Linked DNA regions of Callithrix jacchus: region 2 is linked to region 1. Evidence: chromatin contacts called from public Hi-C data. All regions are on one chromosome and are shown on one strand. The core of a region is the stretch at or near the end of the contact, and the rest is flanking DNA. Distances in the headings are between cores, read along the strand shown.

Region 1 (6,921 bases), core at 2,916-5,415:
GCTGCCCTGGCTGCAGCGCTTCGAGCTCGTGCTCTTTGCCGCGGCCTTCCTGTGCGGGGCCGTGGCGGCCGCGGCGCTGACTCGGACCCAGGTGCGGCTGTGGGGCGGGGCAGGTAGGCGGGGAAGCTGGCTGGTCCTGACGTGGCGTGGCCACTGTTGCTTTCCGAGCCGGTGGACCTAGTGAGGCCCGGCTGGCGCCGGCCTGTGGCTGAAACGCAGCGACGCGAATCGCGCTTTGTGGCCCCTTGCCAAAGGGACGAGTCAGTAGCGTCTTACGGAACTAGACGGAATCGGGCTTGGTGGCTCCTGCTGCACCACTTTGCTCTGGTTCTGAAACAAGTCGGTGCAGGCTCTGCGTCCATCCGTTAAATCAGAAACCATTTGTGCTGAGCTTTGTCGAGAAATAAAGCATAGTGTAGTGGAGATGATCAGGCTACCACATGATTGCAGCACAATGCATTAAAAGACAAAATAGAGATGTAGAAAACGCTGACGTAAAGGTAGAAACCAATAATTTATATCGTTTACCCCAACCAGGTAATCTTGTTAGTAAACATGGGTTCATTTAATTCCTATAAAGTAGACACGAGCCTGCCTATTTTACACCATTAGAAAACCTCAGAGATCTGCCGGGTGCGGTGGCTCAAACCTGTCATCCCAGCACTTTGGGAGGCCTAGGCAGGTGGATCACTTGAGGTCAGGAGTTTGAGACTGGCCTGGCCAACATGGCAAAACCTTGTCTTTACTAAAAATATAAAAATTAGCTGGGCGTGGTGTGGGCGCCTGTAATCCCAGCTACTCAGGAGGCTGAGGCAGGAGAATTGCTTGAACCCAGGAGGTGGAGGTTGCAGTGTGCTAAGATCGTGCCATTGCACTCCAGCCTGGGCACAAGAGCAAAATTCCATTTCAGGGAAAAAAAAAAAAAAGAAAACCTCAGAGATACTTACTTGTTGAAAAATATACAAGGCCTGGGTTTACTGCAAGGTTTCTTCTGCACAGAGCCCAGATCTTGTGAGGCTTCTCTGAAGCTCATTGTATTCTATAATCATTGCCTATTTTCTGATCCTTGGGCCACTGCAGGTTTCATTCCCCAGCAGGCCCTCTCCATCAATATCCTTGTCCCAGAAACAGAAATTGACAGTGCACAAATAACTTCCTGCAATGGTTCTGCTACCACTAACACCTACCAAGAGACTGCGTCCAGAGGTATTAGCCTGAAATCTGGGACTCAGCAGCTTCTCTCCACAGGGTTCCTTCAGCGGTAGATGTCCCCTGTATGGTGTGGCCGTCCTGAATGGCTCCTCCCTGGCCTTATCCCGTCCCTCGGCCCCATCCCTCTGCTACTTTGTAGCTGGGGCCTCTGGCCTTTTGGCCCTCTACTGCCTCCTGCTTCTGCTCTTCTGGGTCTACAGCAGCTGCATCGAGGACTCCCACAGGTGATTGCTCAACCCTGAGGGCCAGGGGCTGAGGTAGGATGAGTCTCCCCTCAACCCCAAGGCTTGTTCTCTTCCTCTCAGAGGTCCTATAGGGCTGCGCATTGCACTGGTCATCTCAGCAATAGCCATCTTCCTGGTCTTGGTGTCTGCCTGTATCCTTCGATTTGGCACCAGGTCTTTCTGCAGCTCCATCATCTCCCTGAACACTACAATTAGGTAATGGGAGAGGGAGGGAATCCTGGCTGGGGCTATTTTCCCTCTCATGGGGGTCCTGTAATTTCCCTTTTTATCCCCATCTATTGCTCAACTCACACGGTGCCCGGCACGGATGTGCCTCAATTATAAACTATCACCCTTTCTCACAACTGTCTCTTCGACCTCACAGCTGTTCTGAAGCCCAGAAAATTCCATGGACACCCCCTGGAACTGCTGTGCAGTTTTACTTCAACCTACACAATGCTGAAGTGAGACCCAGGGATACACAGAAAAATTCACTAAGTATCTGTAGCTGTGTGGGTGCTCACCAGCGTATGATGAGCTTGTTGGCCCACCAGTGAGAGAAGCTGAGGGGCTTGTCAACCTAAAATTCAGCAGTTAAGAGTGGTGTGTGGGTGGGAAGGACTGGATTTGAAACGGTCCCCCTCCTCACACCCCTGTCCCTGTCTCCCACAGACCTCTTCGTGGGTGAATTTGGTATTGTGGTGTTTGGTCTTGGTGCTCCAGGTCGTGCAGTGGAAGTCTGAAGCCACCCCATGCCGGCCTCTGGAGAGGGGTGACCCTGAGTGGAGTTCTGAGACAAGTGCTCTCTTTGGGCCACGCCTTTCCCATTTCTGAAGAATAACCAGAGTGCTTCCTGCAGCCAAACACTCCATGCCCAAGTGCCTGCAGTCCTCTTGCCCCCACGAAGCCCTGTTTATGCTGGGAGCCTTAGTTTTCCCTTCAGGAGGGAAATGTAATGACAGGCCCCCCTCCACCTCTTCCTACAGCGGTTTTTCTACCAAAATATATTACTGTCTTCATCTTAGGAGTGAGTTTTTGATGTTAAAGCACAAGTAGATGGGAGGAAGGAGTGAAGGCTCAACAGAGATGGACTGAAACTTAGAGGTACTGGCTAGCAGCTGCCCTAGGGATGACTGCTCCTTTATTTGTTAATGAATATTGGGCCTCCTTGCAGGACCCCTACTCCATCTCTAAGGCGGTTTTTTTTTTTTTTGGAAATAGAGACAAGGTCTTGCTATGTTGCCCAGGCTGTTCTCAACCTGGGCTCAAGCAGTCCTCCTGCCTCAGCCTCCCAAAGTACTAGGATTAAAATAGGTGTGAACACACCTGGCTCTCCAAGGTTCCATTTTTTCCCCCTCTTGGAGAGGTGAGTGACTCGAGGTCGTTTCTTCACAGGCTCCTGTAGGCACCCACAGTATTGTCAAAGAGCTTAGTGTTAGGGAAGCGTCCAGCTTTGTCCAAGAGGAAATAGAAGCGCCGGCCTTTGACTTTCAGAGGTAGCATGGCCGGGACTTCATCCCGGTGCGCCATGCAAGATACCTGGTTCAAAGGAACTGTGAAATTGGCCCACAAGCCAAAGGGGGCATGAGTGGTGAGGGTCACCTGTTGCCCTCCAGCTCGGAGCACCACCGAGCGCACAGACCGGAGAGAGAAGAGAAGACCAGCACCAAGTACCAGGGCTCCTGCAGGAAAAGCAGGGATTGGGGTGAGGCGTTTTCACTGGACAACTAAGTACCCACCTTCCTAGTCTCCTCTAAGAAATTTGGGAGGTGAAAGTAATATTTACTGAGCTCCTCTTAGGCCCCAGAATCCTGATATTCCTCCCTACAGCCTTAATAGATGTCAGTTTCCATTTTAAAGGGAAGACGAAGGTTCCCGAGTTGTTTTTGTTTTTTGAGATGGACTCTCAGTCTGTCTCCCAGGATGCAGTGGCACGATCCCAGCTCACTGCAACTTCCGCCTCCCAGGTTCAAGCGATTTTTTTGCCTCAGCCTCCCGAATAGCTGGCACTACGGGTGCGCACGTCTGGCTAATTTTTTTGTATTTTTAGTAGAGAAGGGGTTTCATCATATTGGCCAGGCTGGTCTCGAACTCCTGACCTCATGATCCGCCAGCCTCGGCCTCCCAAAGTGTTGGGATTACAATTGGGAGCCATCGCGCCCGGCCGGGTCCACGGCTTTAAGGACCTTGCTCAAGGTTGCAGAGTGAAGGGCAGATCTCAGCCTAGACTATGACAGGGCATGGTGCTCAGAGACATGAGTGTTTCGCATTTCTATGGGGCAAGCCCACCCGCCACTCTCTCTCGTCTGGGATAAAGGGCCCCTGATACTCCCTGCCTGCGAACGGAGGGTACTCTTCTGCCACCCCAGGTTGAAACAGTGGGAAGGCAGCCCACGTCTTACCGATGGTGCCGCAGCCGACGGCCAGACCGTAGCGCCAAAGCGCGGAGCGCAGGTCGCGGCCATGGCTTGGGACCTCCTCATCCTGAGGCTGCACCGAGACAAGGGGCCGGGACACGGTTGCCACAGCCAGGGAGGCCCAGAAGACGCCCTGGCCCGCGCAAAACAGCCCAAGGATGGTGAAGAAGCGGCCCCGTTCGTGCTCAAAGAGCAGCACATCCTGTTGCAAGGTCGCGGCTTGCAGGAGCCGGCGCGTGGGCAGTGTCCGCAATGCCGCTAGCAGTCCCGTGAACCACCGACTCCTAAGAGCCGCCATGACTAGCTGACTTCCGGGGCGGGGCTTCCTGCCGCGGAACCACCTCCCCTCTCCCTGGACGCCCTCCCCGCCTCCCCTCTTCCCTGGCTACAAGGCCCGCCCTCCTGCTCAGGGTTGGGAGGAGAAAACGGATCCGGCACTCAGAACACAAAATACAACATCACTGTTTATCTTAAAAAGTAAGGAGGTCCTGGGGTTAAGTACACAAAGCACCTAAGTCCTTCGGGTAGTTTAGTGTCAGTTCTACAAAGTAAGCTTTGGCTTCCTGGCACCAGTGAGGCTCAATCTTCTGAGGTCTTCCAGAAGGCAGGTGAGAAGGATCCAGCAGCCCTCCCTCCTCGGTCACAGTCACAGGGCAGCCTTGGGCCAGACAGGAGGAGATGACAGATGACAACCAGACAGTAATATCCAACGGCTATTTACAGGGGGGCTGCTTCTGGGGCATGACTGCAATCACTTCATGAATGCCACTTCTGGGATCTCGCCCTTGGCCTGGAGAAAAATGAAAGGTCAGTAGAGGCAGGCCTACCCTCCCCACTTAGCAACCCCAGCTAACCTGACCTCCTGAAGGCCAGGAGATCCCAGTGTTTTTACCACTGTATTTCCAGACCTTACCTTGAGATGGGTGAAGGCCTGGGCAGATCTGGTGTAGTCCCAGTTGTTGTCCTGAAGGCACCTGGAATAGGGAGAACAGGCAGTTCCATAAGAACTCTAACCCCGGACGGACATTGTGGCTCATGCCTGTAATCCCAGCACTTTGGGAGGCTGAGGTGGGTGGATCACTTGAGGCCAGGAGTTTGAGACCAGCTTGGCCAACATGGTGAAACCCCATCGCTTAAAAAAAAAAAAAAACTCTGACTCCCCCTAAATGCCATTTGAAAGTCCATTCTTTTTTTTTGAGACGGAGTTTCACTCTTGTTACCCAGGCTGGAGTGCAATGGTGCGATCTCGGGTCACCGCGACCTCCACCTCCTGGGTTCAGGCAATTCTCCTGCCTCAGCCTCCTGAGTAGCTGGGATTACAGGCGTGAGCCACTACGCCCAGCCGGAAGTCCATTCTATAAAAGCACCCAAGTTTGCCAACAAGTATGTACATTCTTATATATCCTTGCACTACTTATACAATGAGAAATTAGTAAAAGATCAAATGTTCTACCAATGGTCTATCAGTGACAAGGAGGATTACACAGCTGTCAAGCCCAGGACAGTCTTACAGTGGCAGGGAGAGATGATCTGGTCTAAGTAAAGAAACTAAGTTGCAAAATAGGATATAAAAAGGAACTTCCATTTTGTCCATTTTGGCTTTTAATTTTTTTTTTTTTCAGACAGTCTCCCTCTGTTGTCCAGGCTGGAGTGCAGTGACTTGATCTCGACTCACTGCAACCTCCACCTCCTGGGTTCAAGCGATTCTCCTGCCTTAGTCTCCCTAGTAGCTGGGACTACAGGTGCATGCCACCATGCCCAGATAATTTTTTGTATTTTTTAGTAGAGACGGGGATTCATGATGTTAGCCAGGATGGTCTCCAGCTCCTGACCTCATGATGCCCACCTCAACCTCCCAAAGAGATGGGATTACAGATGTGAGCCACCACACCCGGTCAATTTTTTTTTTGAGACAGTCTCGCTCTGTCTCCCAGGCTGGAATGCAGTGTCACAAGCTCTGCCCACTGCAACCTCTGTCTCCCAGGTTAAAGCAATTCTCCTGCCTCAGTCTCTCAAGTAGCTGGGATTACAGGTTTGTGCCACCATGCCTGGCTACTTTTTTTTTTTGTATTTTTAGTAGAGACAGATTGGCTAGGCTAGTTTCAAACTCCTGACCTTGCGATCCACCCACCTCTGCCTCCCAAAGTGCTGGGATTACAGGCATGAGCCACTGCAGCTGGCTAAATTTTTTATGCTAATTTATGCATAGGCAAATTTTTTATAAACTATCTTTTTTTTTTTTTTTTTTTTTCCCTCAGACGAAGTCTCACTCTTTGGAGTGCAGTGGTGACATCTCAGCTCACAGCAACCTCCACCTCCCAGGTGCAAGTGATTCTCCCACCTCACACTCCTGAGTAGCTGGAACTATAGGGGCATGCCACCACACTCAGCTAATTTTTGTATTTTTAGTAGAGACACAGTTTCACCATGTTGGCCAGGACGGTCTCAATCTCTAGATCTCATGACCATCTCAGCCTCCCAAAGTGTTGGGATTACAGGCGTGAGCCACCATGCCCAGTTGACTACTGGGCTTTTTTAAGCAGCAAAAAGTTTTGACTTTTAAAATTTCAGGAGGCCAGGCAAGGTAGAGTTCATCCCAGCACTTTGGGAGGCCTAGGTGGGAAACATGGTGAAATCCCATCTCTACAAAGAAATACAAAAAAATTAGCTGGGTACCATGGCCTATGCCTGTAGTCCCAGCTACTCAGGTAGCTGAAGTGGGCCAATCACCTGAGCCCTAGCAGTGAGCTGTGATCACATCAACTGTACTCCAGCCTGGGCATCAGAATGAGACCCTGTCTCAAAACAAATCAGCAAATAAAAACTTGGCTGGCACAATGGCTCATGCCTATTAGCCCTGCATTTTGGGAGGCCGAGGCAGGAGGATTACGTGAGCTCAGGACCAGCCTGAGCAACACAGCAAGATGGTCTCTACAAAAAATTTTTAAAAAAGGCCAGGTGTGGTGGCTTACACCTGTAATCCAAGCACTTTGGAGGCCAAGGTGGGCGGATCACCTGAGGTTGGGAGTTCAAGACCAGCCTGACTAACATGGTGAAACCCTGTCTTA
Region 2 (6,992 bases), core at 2,272-4,771, 96 kb after region 1:
GAAAGGGAGAATGAACCAATTTCCTCCAGCTCCTCTCTGAAAATATCCCAACTGGCACTGTTGAGGAACAAGGAGTTCTTGAGAGTGTTGGCACTCCATGGTGTTGATGTCCGGTAGTTTCCTGCTGTGAATCTGTCTCTGCCCCACTTCAATCCAAGGACCCTGTGAAGGGAATTCTAGAGGTCTTCAAAGCGTCTGCAGTACCAGATGCCTCCAAGACCTAATACAGTGAAGTGATAGGGAGACAGGACCTTGGGGGAATTTGGGGTAATCTGTGCCCTGTAAGGTGGGTAAGAGTCTGGCCGTGGCATCTTCTGGTCTATTCTAGGAAAACGGTGGATGCCTCTGATTCCCAGCTCTGTTATGTTCATTACAGGCTTGTCAGTCTCTTCTGGATGTCTGATTCCTAGCTGCTAAACATCCAGCTGGGGGTGGGGTAGGATTAGAAGGGGGGCGTCTACCTCAACTCTCCTGCCCAAACATTGATTTTAAAGTACTGTGAAGAAGACTGGATTAGCGTTAATTCAATAAAGTTAACAAAGCAAAGTATTGGAGTGAGTGCACAATAAATAGTTGCTGCATGAGTTAAGTACTTGAAATTAAACTCAAGAAGAGTCTTGCAAAACGAGTGGGAGTAAGCCCTGCACGGAAGCAGAGGTCTACGCCGAGGCCCGAGAGGGCAAGCCTTGGGGAAAAGACCGAAGCTGTGTCTGGCTGCCTCTGAGAGTGATAGCAGCCATGCAAAGTTGGGAATACCAGGCGGTGGCCAGAGCCCTGAACCACGGGCAAGTAGAGGATAGTGTTGGGGTAGTCACTAGCCTGCCGGAATGGGGGCCTTTGGGGGCGGTTAAGCCTAAGGGACGCAGGAGGGACCTCGGGATTTGGGGCTGGATCACAGGCCTCGTCCACTTAAAGGTGGCTCCGCGCCGAGCGGTCCCAGCCTCAGGTTGAAAAGAACCTTAGGGTTAGATTGGAGATGAGAAATAGGACGACGCAGAAAGTACTGTCGAAGGCGTGTTCCTGACTTTACTATCCTGAGTCGCCCGCAACGGCTGGGGCAGTCGCCGAGGTTCCACCTTAAGGGGCGGGGCGGGGCGGGGCTCGGCTCCCCTGCCCCTACCCTGAGGCCGCACCCGCTGCCGAGCAGATGTACTAGCGGAAGCTGCGCGTAGTCACCCGGGCCAGGGAGATCGTTCTGTGTCCGGGGTTCCGGGTAGGGGTTGAGCCACCATCTGACCGCAGTCTGAGTCGTGTCGCCCGTTCTGCAGGCACCATGAGTCAGGACACCGAGGTGGATATGAAGGAGGTGGAGCTGAATGAGCTAGAACCCGAGAAGCAGCCGATGAACGCGGCGTCTGGGGCGGCCATGGCCGTGGCGGGCGCCGAGAAGAATGGTCTGGTGAAGATCAAGGTGGCGGAAGATGAGGCGGAGGCGGCAGCCGCGGCCAAGTTCACGGGCCTTTCTAAAGAGGAGCTGCTGAAGGTGGCGGGCAGCCCTGGCTGGGTGCGCACCCGCTGGGTGCTGCTGCTGCTCTTCTGGCTCGGCTGGCTCGGCATGCTGGCTGGTGCCGTGGTCATAATCGTGCGGGCGCCGCGCTGTCGCGATCTACCCGTGCAGAAGTGGTGGCACACGGGCGCCCTCTACCGCATCGGCGACCTTCAGGGCTTCCAGGGCAACGGCGCGGGCAACCTGGCGGGTGAGTGCAGCGCGTCCCTGTCCCTGGTTGAATCTGTGGCCAGCAGACCCCCTCCCCTGTCCCCAGAGTGATCTAGCCGGTTCTCCCCTCCATCCGGTACCCAGGACTGTTCTCCCCACACCCCCTCCCGGTACATTGTCCTTCCCTCCTTTCTTTGAAGAAAACCGCCCCGCCCCTCACTTTGTCACGAGGGTGGGTGACTCAGCGTCCTCACTCCCAGCGGCGCCTGGAGCCAGTTGCAACCGGTTTCTGAAGTAACTTGCAGGGCTCCTTACATCAGCTCCCGAGTCTCGTGATTCAATCTCACCTCCCCCTTTCCCCCGTCCCCGCTCCCAGTCCCAACCTTAGGCTCTGGGGGAAGGGAGAGTGGGGAGGTCAGAGGCCCCTCAGAGGAGCCTCACCTCTTAACCCAGCCCCCCATTTCAGGTCTGAAGGGGCATCTCGATTACCTCAGCTCTCTGAAGGTGAAGGGCCTTGTGCTGGGCCCAATTCACAAGAACCAGAAGGATGATGTTGCTGGGACCGACTTGCTGCAGATCGACCCTAATTTTGGCTCCAAGGAAGATTTTGCCAGTCTCTTGCAATCTGCCAAAAAAAAGAGTGGGTATCCCGGGGTTCCCAAGGAATCAGGTAGAAGGGATTTGGCCAGAGGGAAGTAGGATAGAAGTTTTGTCTGGTTTCCTCCGAACTGGCTCGAGTTTTCCTAGGGCAGGTAGAGGGGAGATTGGGCTGTCTTCAGCCTAAAATGGATTTATTTGCAGTCGTTTGGGGGCTTCCGACTTGGCTGTGGAATCTTGAACAGGTCATTTAATTTCTGGGCTTCAATGCCCTTATTTGCAAAATGCAGATATTTACTAAATCAGTCGTTTTAGACTTGCAAAACACTATGTTCTTTTGGGGGTGGGGAATCCCAAATGTTGTTTTACAACTCAGTATAGACACGTTTAAAAAGGTTCACTTTGGGAGTGGAGAACACAGGGTCCACTTCTCTGCACTATAAACTTTCTGCTTTCCGATGTCTTTTTTTTTAAACAATGGAGTCTCGTTCTGTCACCCAGGCTGGAGTGCAGTGGCATGATTTCAGCTTACCGCAACCTCCTCCCCTGGGGTTCAAGTGATTCTTTTGCCTCAGCTGCTGAGTAGCTGTAACTGTAGGCGTGTGCCACCACATCTGGACAATTCTGGATAATTTTTTTCCCCCCCTGAGATGGAATCTTGCTCTGTCGCCCAGGGTGGAGTGCAGTGGTGCGAGATCTCGGTTCACTGCAACCTCCACCACCCCAGTTCAAGCAATTCTGCCTCAGCCTCCTGTGTAGCTGAGATTACAGGTGCCCACCACCTCACCAGCTACTTTTTTATTTTGAGTAGACACGGGGCTTCACCATGTTGGCCAGGCTGGTCTCAAACTCCTGAACTTGTGAGCCACTATACCCCGCAATTTTTTTATTTTTAGAGATGTTTTTCAGCATGTTTGCCAGGCTGGTTTTGAACTCCTGACCTCAGGTGATCCGCCTGCCTCGGCCTCCCAAAGTGCTGGGATTACAGGCATGAGCCACCACACCTGCCTGCCTTCCAATAACTTAAGGCCCTTCCTTGCTCACATCTATTTCAATAGGATGAATTTTGCCAGGGTTCAAATTCAAACTTTTGTACCAAATAATACATAGGAAACACTCATTGAGTTGCATTTTTGATTTCCTTATTTCTCCTTAACCCCTAGACTGTCTCATGACTGCCTCTTCCTCCATTGTTCTAGGCATCCGCATCATTCTGGATCTCACTCCCAACTACCAGGGTGAGAACTCGTGGTTCTCCACTCAGGTTGACACTGTGGCCACCAAGGTGAAGGTGAGTGTTGGAGCTGATGGCTGGTGGAAGTCAGATGCTGGGGCTGGGATGGTCCTTTCACAGCAAGCCCTGTAGACCCAGCCTGGCTCCAGTTGAAGGGTCCCTTTGCTCCTTGGGGCCAAGCAGGAACGCCTCCTCCCGTAGTCGAGGGATAGGCCAATAGCACACCTCTGTTTTTCTTGTTCCTTTTCTGATCTTTTATATTTCTTACTTCCTTGACTCTGAGGATGAGACAGTGCCAGGAAGGGACCTTCTCAGATGTCAGTCTGGAAGTTTGATTTTTCTTTCTTTTGGGAGAGGAAGCTCTTTGTCTGTGGGAATCCTATCCTGACTGGTTTCCCAGTTCTTGTTTGATGTGTTTGGAATAGAGCCCAGTCTGAAATTATAAGCACTGGGGTACTCCTATGTGTCTGGGACTATGCCAAGTATTTTATAGATGTTTTCTAATTCCCTGTAAAACTGTATCTCATTTGCCATAGGCTCAAATCTATACCCAGCAGGCTAGGAGTAGGGCTTTGAATGTCATCCTAGCTCCTGATTCCTGGGTCCTAGGACACTGACTTGTTCAGAATGGGTAGAACAAAAATGGAGGCAGATACTGACACTGCTGGTAGCTGTCATTGTGAGATAGAATTCTGGACTCCCAGCATTTGGGTAGGACCCGGGCACTGTCCAGTTTAGGCCTTGCCTAGCGGACCTTCTAAAAGTTACTGATAAGAGAATGTTTTTGGATGGTTTGGTGTGAGGGGTGGTACCCTCACATGGAAATGGAGACCAGAGGACAGAGCAGGGGGCCCAGGGAAAGGGAAGAAAGGGAGAGTGGGAGGAAGTTCCACATTGTGCACCAGATGAGTGCCAGGGCTCTTACTCTGCAGCACTGGCCTCTTCAAATCTAAACTGCCCTGGGGCTGTGCTTTGAATGTCAATCTTCAATCCTTAGTCTTTCTCTGAGTGGCTCTTATACTCACACCTTCCCTGGGCCTCAGGAAGCTGGGAGAGGGGGGATCTTGACTGACATTCTCGATCCTGTCTGCTGCTCACTGATTATGACCCATGGACATGTCTCCCTGCTTCTGTTTCTTCATCTCTAGAACAGACATACTAACCTTCCAACACTAAGTGTTAAATGAAGTTATGTTTGTGGACATCTTCTCTGGGCCCCTTTGTGTAGCTTTCAAAGGTGAAGCTGTGTGATTTGCCAGAGGCGGGAATAGAGAACTAAAATGCTGTAGCACTAAGAAAATCAGTGGAAGGGTAGAACTGGCGGGGTGCCAGGGCTAAGCCTTTGTAGTGCAGCAAGGGAAGACCCAGGCAAGGCACAAGAGTCTGCCCAGGTCCTGGGGAAGTGTGTGTTGAGTGAGGTTTAGTGTGGACTGGAATTTTCGGAGCCTTTTCCTGAGAACTGATGTCTGTCCTCTACTATTCTGCCCCCCATAGGATGCTCTGGAGTTTTGGCTGCAAGCTGGCGTGGATGGGTTCCAGGTTCGGGACATAGAGAATCTGAAGGTGAGTTCCCTTTCCATATTAGGGACAAAGCTTGGGTGAGAACAGAGGGACTCAGCCAGACCCTGAGGATACCTTCTGTTCCTTGATTCTGCTTTTTTCTTTCTAGGATGCATCCTCATTCTTGGCTGAGTGGCAAAACATCACCAAGGGCTTCAGTGAAGATAGGTGGGTACAGGCACCATTTTGCTGACTCAGCTCCATTGTGGGAACCCCTCAGTGGAGTGCTAGGCCTAAGAAGTGGGGGTTCCTAGTCTAGAGAACTTTCTGTATCCTTTTCTTTTTTTTAATTAAATTTTTCCTCCGCTAAGAGTCTTATTCTTTTCTTTCTTGATGGAGTTTTGCTCTTCTTGCCCAGGCTGGAGTGCAATGGCGCGATCTCCACTCACTGCAACTTCCTCTTCCTGGGTTCAAGTGATTCTCCTGCCTCAGCATCCCAAGTAGCTGGGATTGCAGGCATGCACCACTACACCTGGCTAATTTTGTATCTTTAGTAGAGATGGGGTTTCACTATGTTGGTCAAGCTGGTCCTGAACTCCTGACCCCAAGTGATCCACCTGCCTCGGCCTCCCAAAGTGCTGGGATTGCAGGTGTGAGCCATGGCGCCTGGCGCCATTCTTTCTTATACCAACCTTGATCCCCTCTCTCCCCTCTGCAGGCTCTTGATTGCAGGGACTAACTCCTCTGACCTTCAGCAGATCCTGAGCCTACTCGAATCCAACAAAGACTTGCTGTTGACTAGCTCGTACCTGTCTAATTCCAGTTTCACTGGGGAGCATACAAAATCCCTAGTCACACAGTATTTGAATGCCACTGGCAATCGCTGGTGCAGCTGGAGTGTGAGTACCATGCTGGTGGGAAAGGGGGCAGGTGGGCTTTGGGGAAAAGGGTTGATGGGAGAGGGAGGCAGGGGTGGGCGACGGGGCTCACTGGGGTCTCTCCTTGTAGTTGTCTCAGGCAGGGCTCCTGACTTCCTTCCTGCCGGCTCAACTTCTCCGACTCTACCAGCTGATGCTCTTCACCCTGCCAGGGACCCCTGTTTTCAGCTACGGGGATGAGATTGGCCTGGAGGCGGCTGCCGTTCCTGGACAGGTACTGCTTGCTGTCTGTCCATCACAGGGAGGTTGTTCATCCGTCTTATCATGATTCTGGGGATGGCAGCAGAGAGACGTTAGCCTTGGGGTGAAACCGCATTTGATTCCTAGTTGGTAGCTGAGTGGCTGTGTGGCTTTGGGCAAATTATTTTACCCTTCTGAAGTTTGTCATCTCTTGTGTTACTGCAATTTTTGAAGGGTGGTTAGGATTAAATGAGGGCATGTTTTTAATGGTAATGCCTGGTACCTGGAAGATGTTTAGTCTGGTAGTCACCATTCATTCATTCATTCTTTTATTCTTTGGACAGAGGGTACTGTGCTAGACTCTATGCCCTCAGGGGTCATAGTTTAGTGAGGGAGGGAGCCAGATGAGTAAAGGAGAAGTACATGGCAGTGGCTGGGCATGGTGGCTTATGCCTGTATTCCCAGCACTTTGGGAGACTGAGGTCAGGAATTGGAAACCAGCCTGGCCAACATGGTGAAACCCTGTCTCTACTGAAAATACAAAAATTAGCTGAGCATGATGGTGCACACCTGTAGTCCCAGCTACTGGGGAGGCTGAGTCAGGAGAATCGCTTGAACTGGGAGGCGAATGAATCGAGATTGTGTCACTGCACTCCAGCCTCGGCAACAATGAGATGCCTTCTCAAAAAAAAAAGGAAAAAAAAAAAAGAAGCACATGGTAGGGGTGCTACTACAAAGGCATTTGATAGCTTTAGACGTGGGGTTACTGTTGGTCCTCGACATTTTTTTTCTTTGAGATAGCATTTCACTGTGTCGCCCAGGCTGGAATGCCTTGGCATGATCTTGGCTCACTGTAGCCTCTGCCTCCCAGGCTGAAGTCATCATT

The links. A called contact is a pair of places that touch in the nucleus more often than the background predicts.
Region 2: a Hi-C map of induced pluripotent stem cells shows a contact between it and region 1, with 2.6 times the contacts expected there. The contact joins the enhancer-like site here to the promoter of TMEM223 in region 1. A contact is called at or near these places in 2 of 3 Hi-C or Micro-C datasets (induced pluripotent stem cells and skeletal muscle).

Annotation. Positions count from the first base shown.
Region 1 is chr10:120,068,227-120,075,147 of calJac240_pri, forward strand. TMEM223 (transmembrane protein 223) reads right to left here and starts at 4,166. Exons shown (of 2, transcript XM_009008357.5): 1 at 3,839-4,166; 2 at 1-3,118. The coding sequence starts at 4,151. The coding sequence ends at 2,826. NXF1 (nuclear RNA export factor 1) reads right to left here. Exons shown (of 21, transcript XM_054241495.2): 20 at 4,767-4,827; 21 at 4,300-4,643. The coding sequence ends at 4,605. It overlaps TMEM179B (transmembrane protein 179B), which reads left to right. Exons shown (of 5, transcript XM_054241497.2): 1 at 1-91; 2 at 1,249-1,436; 3 at 1,518-1,652; 4 at 1,822-1,900; 5 at 2,109-2,458. The coding sequence ends at 2,270.
Region 2 is chr10:120,164,665-120,171,656 of calJac240_pri, forward strand. It overlaps SLC3A2 (solute carrier family 3 member 2), which reads left to right. Exons shown (of 12, transcript XM_003734288.5): 4 at 1,269-1,697; 5 at 2,124-2,297; 6 at 3,454-3,545; 7 at 4,983-5,051; 8 at 5,158-5,216; 9 at 5,707-5,887; 10 at 5,997-6,140. Among named protein-coding and RNA genes, the nearest start is that of SLC3A2, 34 kb to the left of the region's middle. Within about 2 kb of position 3,522, at least 7 of the 16 cell types and tissues checked have an H3K27ac peak or open chromatin away from gene starts, as enhancers often do. A contact at or near this core is called in skeletal muscle, where this site is marked.